Regions from separate parts of the Sus scrofa genome. Here region 2 is linked to region 1. A link is a contact called in public Hi-C data. All regions are on one chromosome and are shown on one strand. Each heading gives the region's core, a stretch centred on a gene start, on an enhancer-like site or on the middle of the called end of the contact. The rest is flanking DNA. Distances are from core to core; before and after follow the strand shown.

Evidence for each region. Hi-C and Micro-C count contacts between places; a contact is called where the count stands out from the background.
Region 2: a Hi-C map of embryonic fibroblasts shows a contact between it and region 1, with 4 times the contacts expected there. The contact joins the promoter of KRCC1 here to the promoter of RPIA in region 1. A contact is called at or near these places in 1 of 47 Hi-C or Micro-C datasets (embryonic fibroblasts) and 1 of 2 datasets of contacts at active chromatin or transcription factors (alveolar macrophages).

What each region holds. Positions count from the first base shown.
Region 1 is chr3:57,384,829-57,389,504 of Sscrofa11.1, reverse strand. RPIA (ribose 5-phosphate isomerase A) reads left to right here and starts at 2,596. Exons shown (of 9, transcript NM_001097495.1): 1 at 2,596-2,877. The coding sequence starts at 2,605. It overlaps LOC102164763 (a long non-coding RNA gene), which reads right to left and starts at 2,411. Exons shown (of 5, transcript XR_001306050.2): 1 at 2,307-2,411; 2 at 1,025-1,475; 3 at 708-893.
Region 2 is chr3:57,925,609-57,930,284 of Sscrofa11.1, reverse strand. It overlaps KRCC1 (lysine rich coiled-coil 1), which reads right to left and starts at 2,022. Exons shown (of 4, transcript NM_001243946.1): 1 at 1,771-2,022.

The DNA.
Region 1 (4,676 bases), core at 1,347-3,846:
CTCAGCAGGTTAAGCACCGAACTAGTACCCATGAGGATGTGGGTTTGATCCCTGGCCTTGCTTAGTGGGTTAAAGGATCTGGCACTGCCACAAGCTGTGGCTTAGGCTGCAGGTGTAGCTTGGCTCTGGCGCTGCTGTGGCTGTGGTATAGGCTGGTGGCTATGGCTCTGATTTGACCCCTAGCCTGGGAATCTCCATATGTCCTGGGTGCAGCTCTAAAAAGAAAACAACAACAAAAAATTGTACTTGACTCTGATGCAGGTAAGGAAATATTTGTCCTTAAATAAGCTGTCATGAGTCATTTTAGGGTAAGGGTCTCAATAAGCAGATAGGCTGTCAGGACTTATGGTAAGGGTTGAGTAAGTATCCAGAATTTCTGGCAGATGTCCTGAATGTGTACTTTAAGACAGAAAATGGTTAGCTAATTTTCTTTTTCTTCTTTCTTATGGCTGCACCTGCTTCATATGGAACTTCCCAGGCTAGGGGCTGAATCGGAGTTGTAGCTGCAGGCCTAAGCCACAGCTATAACAACATGGGATCCCAGCTGCATCTGCGACCTATGCTGCAGCTTGTGGCAGCACTGGATCCTTGAACCACTGAGCGAAGCCAGGGATCAAACCTGCATCCTCACGGACACTATGGGGTTCTTAACCTGAGCCACAATGGGAAATTCCAGAAAGTGGTTAGCTTATAAGTGCATAACTCACCTTGTCCCAGTGGCCTCCTGGCTCCATTTTGGAGAGCTCTCTTACTAATGCCCACTCCATTTTGATTTTCCTTGCACATGGTCCAAGGGCTGACAGCTTCAGGAGGCATGGCAAAGGAAGCCCAGGTCACCAGGGTGATGACAGTGGCTTATTACTGGTGCTTTGCACACAGAAGAGGGAGAAGACCTGAAATGGTTTGGAAATAAGGTCATAGTAGACAAGGGATTCCACCAACATGGAGGAACAGCACAAAGGCTAGTTCTTTTTATAGACCTCCAAGTAGTCAATATGAATGGAGTCAGAAAAAGCTTTCTTACCTATAAAATAGGGACAGAAAGAATTCTCTCACCCCACAGAGGTCCTGTTGTGGTTCTTCAGATTAAGAACCTGACTAATATCCATGAGGACGTGGGTTCAATTCCTGGCCTCGCTCAGTGAGAGCTGTGGTATAGGTTGCAGATGAGGCGCGAATCCATGTTGCTGCATAGGCATCAGTGTAGACGGGCAGCTGAGCTCTGATTAGACCCCTGGCCTGGTAACTTACATATGCTGCAGGTGCAGCCCTAAAAAGAAAAGAAAAAAAATCCTTCCACCCTAGAGTTCCCGCTGTGATGTGGCAGGTGAAGCTGACTGTGGCAGCTTGGGTTGCTGCAGAGGCATGGGTTTGATCCCTGGCCAGATGCAGTGGGTTAAAGGATCCATCATTGCTGCAGCTCCAGCTCAGATAACAACAACAACAACAAAGAGTTCTTCCATCTTTACCATGCTCTGTAAGTAAGAACAGGACGAAGAATCTCATTTATCACCCAGTTACACAAAAGGTTAAGCCTCAACTCTGCAGTTGCCCCACTAACAGTTCACCCTAAGCGGAATTCAGGGTAGAGAAAAACTGGATGAAGCCTTCTGTGTTTTGGATACATGGCCCCTAGACAAAGATATGTATCTAAGGAAGAATTTCAATGACGCTAGATTCCTGCATCCTCCCATACTTGGGAAAGCACTAAAATCATTAACTTGAACTACCTGGGTTTTTTTGATGGTAAGTAGTCAAGATGTATGCTTGACTACATTTCATAGACCAAAAATTCATATACATACTGGCTCCTCCTCTATCTCTTGTAGAGTTCCAAAGAGCTGAGAGATTATTTCCCAGGCTATAGTCCCTAGTAACATCCCAGAATAAAACTGAAACTCACTGCTCTTACATTGTGCGTGTAGTCTTTTTTTCCTTCTTTTCACCTACATCAAGACACTTTACAGGTAGAGGAGAAACTAGAAAAGTGGAAGTCCTTTTTAAGTCAAGAAGGACTGCGGGGTTTCTGCGGGTCGCATGTTATCTGCGAGGCTAGGGCTCTATCTGGAGGAAACCTTGCCATCCATATGCATAACAACATCTAAGTCTGGGGGTCCGAAATTTGTAGTCCCGGGCCTGCGGGGTCTAAGGATGGACTAAAACGGGAGTCAGGAGCCCCCAGGTGCGTTTCCCTGTGGAGCCAGTATAGAGAAGGCACTCCCGAAATGAGGTCTCCGGAAGTGCGACTGCCTCCAGCCTCGTCCACGGCCACGTTCTTACTTCTGGGAAAAACAACAGGGTCATACCTACACCCACTTCTCAGATGCGCGGACAAACAAAAAAAACCTGAAAGAATGACCCAAACTCGGCTACACGGGCGGTACAAGTCGCGCAAAGCCTGTCGCCCGAGATTTGCGCACCCGGTCGCGGAGCATTGTGGGGCCGGTGGTCCAGGCTGGGGCGCGGCTTCCGGCCGCCGAAGCCGTAGAACCACATTTCCCAGCAAGGCCTGCGCCGCAGCGACGCGGATCTAGTACGTATGCTATCAGACTTCCGGTGGAGCCGGGGGCGGGTCTGTGGTGGAGGCTGGAGCGAGGCGGCGGGATGCAGCGCCCCGGGCCCTTCAGCACCCTCTACGGGCGGGTCCTGGCCCCGCTGCCCGGGCGGGCTGGGGGCGCGGCCTCTGGCGGAGGCGGGAACAGCTGGGGCGTCCTGGGTTCGCACGTGCAGCCTCCGGGACGCGCGCAGTTCGGCGTTGGCAGCACTAGTACCAGCAGTGGGGACGCTAACAGCGTCTGCCCGGCCCCCTCCACGATGTCCAAGGCCGAGGAGGCCAAGAAGCTGGCGGGCCGCGCGGCCGTGGAGAACCACGTGAGGGTAAGCAGCTCGGGGCATGGGGCGTCTGTGCTTGGCCTGAAGGGCTCCTGCTGAGCGTTCTGGGCACTGTCGGGCGCGACTAGTTCCTGGCACAGCGGGGGTTTCGGGAGAGGGCAGAGGGTGCGCACTTTACCCGGGTTTACATCTGTTTAAAGGCTTTTTAGATGTGGAATCATTTGTGGGCAAGTCCCGTAAAAGTTGAGCTATTGAAAGAACTCCTTGCCAGGGCAGATAACTGTTTGCAAAGTGGAGGCTGGTGGTGTCTGATGTTTGGAGTGGATTTAGGAGGGACTTAACCTGTGGCTTCCTTGTCAGATGGAGAGGTCGTCATTTCTCTTCACCGCCCTGGGAAGTAGGTGGGGAGCTGACTTGAAAGGTGTTTTGAAATTTTACCCGAAGGAGGAGCTTGATTCGGTGCGCCCTTGTTCCTGAATGTACTCGCGGGAGGGAAGTGGAGACCGAGCATAAGGGGAAACTCGGGGCTTTAAACTTCCTCCCTTTGACAGGGCCCGAGTGGACACTTGAAAGCCTAGAGGACCCTGTTCTTTAGGGCGGGAGTGTGGAGATGTTTAGCTGTTTCTTGGTGAGGTCATGGCCCCACTTGTTTGCTAAGTGACGGGTGTGGTTCTCTTGGTGGAGTCTTTTAACCTAAGTGGATTTGCTGTCAACAATGAGGTTAATTATCTTAATTATAAGACTTCGGGAGCCCAGAGGCAAGTGGAGTATCTCTATCCTTAGGTGGAGTTTCCTTGGCTTTATTGGCTTTTTGTCTTTTCTGCTTCTTGGAAAGAGGTATCAGATTCCCTTTTCTCTAATGGTGGTTCTTTATTCTTTGCATTTGATAATGCTTTAGTGTACAAGATTATTTTGCCTAGATGTTCCATCCTCCCACAGCCTGGCTAAATGGGAGGGGCCTGCCCTGTAGGAGGAATGACCAAGGAACTTACAGGACCCAAACCCTGTGGCTCCTGTTCTAGTGCCCTTCCACCACTCCCACGGCCACCCTGTTATGGTGTAATAATCTGGTTAGCAATAGGATTTTCTGTGGGAGTTCACAGAGATAATGTGAAATGTGTAACCTGGTTCTGCTTTTGGGTTTCAGTGCCTCAGCTGCAAAATGGGGACCATAAGCTGAAATTTCGAAATGCCTGGATAAAGTGAGTGGTAATGGATAAATGAAGTCTATATAGATAGGCAAGTTCCATATATTAGATTTCTTATTAACCTGTTTACATTACCATTTGGTAGCATGTATCTCTCTGACTGTAGTTTTGTTATTATGTATTTGGTTAAATAAAAATTTGCAAGTCCCCTCCTCAGGCCAGAGCCCCACAACACTGGATTCCAGCCACATTCCCCGAAGTTCCAGGCGATCCTGGGGAGAGCTTTACTGGTCGTTTGGGGGCAGTCTCAGTTACACTCACTTTCCTTTGCAAACTTCTTTCCTGAGATGCCAGTATTACTTGAATTTTGTATGTTCTGTCTTCAGCATTGATTCATTCACTTCATTCCTGTGCTTGGTATTTGTTGAGTGTGTCAAGCAGTTGATGTGGTGGCCAGAAATGTGGCTAAAGGAGGGAGGAGGGCAGGCTGGTCCCGAATATTTTGCAAACAAGATAATTTAATTCAAAGCCTTTCATTTATTGAGTATAATCATGTACCTAATTGTCAAGGTTTAGCTGCCCTCACCAGAGGATATCCTTTTTTTCATCTAAGGCCAAGTTTTCCTCTAGCACTTCGTGTCTTGAAATTATGTACTCATTACCCAACTCAGGCTTGGCTGCTGACCCCTGGAAAGA
Region 2 (4,676 bases), core at 773-3,272, 540 kb before region 1:
AACTATCCAACAATGTTCTGGCTTCCACCATTTTTCACTCTGGAGACAAAAAACAACCTAAGGCAACACAGCAAATACTAAAAATTACAAAATTGAGTATGGCTGAATACTTTAATAGTTCTGCTCAAGCTCCACCATCTAAAATCATTTCCAAAGCTGCCTTAAAGCCTAAAGTCAGTTTGGAACCAGCAATTTGTTTGCAGGTATACAGTATTTATAAGAACTCAAACACATCTCAGATTGAGATGATTAAAAAATAGCTTTTTGTGTTAAGGAAAATGGGTTGGTGACAACTGTAAAAACTCCAGGCAGGTATACTCCTTCCGAACTTCTGTACAGAGACTTGACCAAACTTTAACATGACCTCTAGCATTTTATGGCTGCATCCCTGGATGACCCAGTCCCACTTTTTTTCTTTTTTTGTCTTTTAGGGTCACACCTACAGCATATGGAAGTTCCCAGGCTGGGGGTGGAATGGGAGCTGCAGCTGCACTACAGCCACAGCAATGCGGGACTGAGGTTAATCTGTGACCTACACCCCAGCTCCCGGAAATGCATCCTTAACCCACTGAGCTGGGCCAGCGACGGAACCTGAGTCCTCATGGATCCCAGTCGGGTTCATTACCGCTGAGCCACAATGGAAATTCGGACCCAGTCCCATTTTGAGCTCAGGCTGGGAAAGCTCAGGGCTGTCAAAAGGCATTTATTGTTTGTTCTAGCCAACACCTGAATATAAGGCCCTGACCTCTCTTTTTTAGAGTAGTTACTAAAAAGGGTTTACAATTGTTTGTTAATTCTTCCTCTGTCCCTTTGAGATATATGTGTACCCCCCACAACTCAGGAATGTCTTTCTCAAAGATCTGAAAGCCATCCTTTTAAAGTGTAATTATCAGAAAAGGCAGGGCCTGGGGTCTCCCAGTCTGTGGGAAAAGTGAATCCTCACTTCCACAAGATGACACAGCTCGCCTAAGTGCACGGACACTGCCCAAACCTAGGTAATTTTGCGCTTTCCTGACTCTACTGAACCCCTTCCTTCATTTTCCCTCTAAAACCCCGTCACCTCTGCGCAAATCGGAATGGAGCTCAGCTCTTTCCCTACTGCAGTTACTGAATAAAAGCTGTTTTTGCCTCTCTGATGTCCTGCTGTATTATCTTTGACTCTGGTAGATACAAATTTAAATTCAGACGACTACTACAATAGGCCCGTAAATCTTAGAAGCTTGTTTTACAGGGTGTTATCCTCAAAAGCTAAGGAAAACTCTGCAAAGTAATCCCTCAAATACCTCACCCCCTCTTCCCTTCCTCCAGGGCCTCCGCAACTTGAAGCTCCCGTGTTTACTTCCTACTGTGGCCAAATTTCACTTCTCCCTCCGCGTGAGGGCTCTACTTTGTAGGATGCTGAATTTCGCCCAGCGCAGGTCTACGCCCTTCCACGTCTGGAGCCTTTTCTCTCCGTGTCTCTGTCCCCTTGATCTCGGGGTGTCCTCCTCAACCCCCTTCCCTCTCCCTGACACTCCAGATCCACGGCCTCGACCTGGCCGCCTCTCTCCCACTCCAACTTCAACTTCCCGGCAGCGGAGGCGTCCCCGCTCCCGCCGCGCTCCGTGCTGGGGCCCCGGCGGCCCTTTCCCGGGGCTGCGAGTGGGGAGGGGAGCGTAGCCCTGTCCGGGTCGGCCATCTCGCACTCTCTGGGCGCGCCCGGCCTCTACCGGGCTGGGGGATCGAGCGGCTGAAGGCCGAGGCCGCTCCCGCTGCCGGGCGGGAACTCACCTTCTCTGAGGCAGGGGCGGCCGTCTACAACTACGGCCCCCCTCCCCGCCAACGCCACCGGTCGGGGGATAGGCTGAGGTGGAGGTGGCGGAGAGGCAGGGACAACCGCTGCCGCCACCGCCGCCTCCGCCGCGGAGCAGACGGGGTGGGAGGAGGGGGCGGAGACCGGGCTTCCTGAAGGGAAGTAGCCACCACCACCACCAGCGACTGACTGGACAGCGCCCGCGCCATGGCGGCGGCGGGGCGTGCCACTGCGCTTGCGCAGTCACCCTACTCTCAGAGAGCCTTTTTAGCCCCGCCTTCTTGTTTGCTCCGCCCCCTCGGTCCCCTTCTTCCGGGACTCTGTTTTAACCTGGCCGAAGCTCTCCTCACTGCTACTCACTTCGGGCGGTGGCGGGGGGAAATCTAAAACCAACAAAGAAAAAAGTTTGGAAATCTGCGGTTTCTACCTCCAGAATATCTGAAAAATCATGATTTCCTGCTTTACCTTTTTAAAGTTTGTTAAGAGTCTTTGATACACAGTAGATTAAGCAAAATCTTTGGTGGTGATATGCTGTCATCATTGCAGCATAAATGACCTTTTTCTCTCCCTTGGCTCTCTCAGTATACGTGTATATACATACACACGTTCATCTCATCCTCTTGTTCCCTGTCTCCCAAAGAAATCACTACCCTGGTTTGTAGTCATCATTTCTTTACATATGTATATATCTTTATCACATGTATGCTTGGGGAAATTTTTTTCTTTTTTTGGTCATTTTGCCATTTCTTGGGCCGCTCCCGCGGCATATGAGGTTCCCAGGCTAGGGGTCGAATAGCAGCTGTAGCTGCTGGCCTACACTACAGCCACAGCAACGATGCCAGATCCTTAACCCACTGAGCAGGGCCAGGGATCAAACCTGAAACCTCATGGTTCCTAGTCAGATTCATTAACCACTGAGCCACGATGGGAACTCCTGCTTGGGGAAAATTTTTAGATTGTTTTTTAATTTTATAAGATTTATGTCTTTCTCTAGCAGGGCTTCTTTCACTCAATGTTTTGAGACTCATCCAAGCTGTTGCACATAAATGTTATTTATTCATTTCACTGCTATACAGTGTTACACCCCTTTTCCTGTTGATGGGCATGTCCCCTGTGCATTGTGCAAAAGTTTCTCTTGGGTAAGCTCTCCTTTCCTGTAATACAACCGCTGACTAATTTCAGGTTCCCATCATCTTTTGTTAGAACCATGGCAATAGCTACCTAATTTACCATTCTTCCTGATTTCACCGTTCCAGTCTACCAAAGGGTTCTATGTGGAAGTCATTTCTGGCTCCAGTTGTCTGTTGGAGAAAGTCCCACATGAATACTACTTCTGGGCTTCTGTGCACCTCCCTGATCTCATTATCTTCCTAGTGTTCTCACTTCCCCACCCTTTCACTTTGTGATTCAACAACATTAAACTTTTATTGATTCTTGTAAATACCCTGCTATTACATAACTCAGTTTATTGTATCTGCTACTTCTTCCTGAAACACCCTCTTCCTACTGCCTAATGAACTCCTCCTCCCCTCAGAAGTAAATCCTATCCTGAATTCAGCATTTCTCATTTTCATGTCTTTCTTTATATTTTTACTACATATGTATGTATCTCTAAGTAACATGAAGTATTGTTTTGCATGATATAAAACTTTACATAAATGTTAATATGCATACTGTTTTTTCTCCTGCACTTTGTTTTTTTTCAACTCAACATTAGTTTTTGATTTTAACCTCTGCTGAGATGTGAGGTTCTGATTCATTCCCTTTCTCATCTCTCTTAATGTCCGTTATATGAATGCACATGAGCTATCTGTTCTCCTTTCATGAGACTTTGAACTTATTTCCCATTTTTCTTTTACAGACAGTAACTTTTACCTTTAACCTTCTCATGCAGTTTCCTTGTGCACATATGTGAGAGTTTCTCCAGGGTTTATACTTAGGAGATGCTGCTGCTTTTTAACTAGGAGGCTGATGCATCAATAATACCCACCTCAAAGGGTGTTGTGAAAACACAAGTAATGCAAATAAAGCATAATTTTAAGCATTCAGATATTTATTCTTGCTTTTGGAATATCTCTCAAATGAATATGAAGCACTGGGACATAAAGGGCAATAGTCTGGTGCCAGAATGATAAAGTATAATACGTTTGCTTATGTAACTCACAGAATACCCTCTGAAGATTTCCCTGACTCCTTAGGTTTCCCTGAATATGCTTTCATATCTCTCTTGCCATCTTCTATGCTTTTCTATAATCCTTTCTAAATGGCCAGTGTCTTGAATCTTCTTCCTTCCTCTCTTTCCCTCCCTCCCTCTCTTTCTTCTTTCTCTCTCTTTCTTTCTTTCTTTCTTTCTTTCTTTCTTTCTTTCTTTCTTTCTTTCTTTCTTTCTTTCTCGTCTGTGACAAATAGAGGTTCCTGGGTCGAATGGGAGCTGCAGCTGTCAGCCTACACCACAACCACAGCAACACTGGATCTGAGCTGTATCTGCCACTTACACTGCAGCTTGCAGCAATGCTGGATCCTTAACCAACTGAGCAAGGCCAGGGATCGAACCCACATCCCTCATGCACACTGTGTCAGGTTCTTAACCCCCTGAGCTGCAACAGGAACTCCAACATTTTAATCATCTTTGTATTGGGACACTGAGCATAGTGCCTGATACACGTGCTGATAAATGCATGTGGAATGAGAGAATTTAGGAATTTTTGGGGGGAAAGAAAGCTGCAGCTAAGGGTTTCTAGGAGCCAAAGGAAGCAAGATGGAGGCAAGCGTGCTATCTTAGTAAGAACACAGAGACCAAGAAGAGTGTGAAGTTTTGTCAATGATGTAATTATACAGGATATAATGGACTGTTCAGGAGGGAAAGTGCTCCTGTCATTCTGGA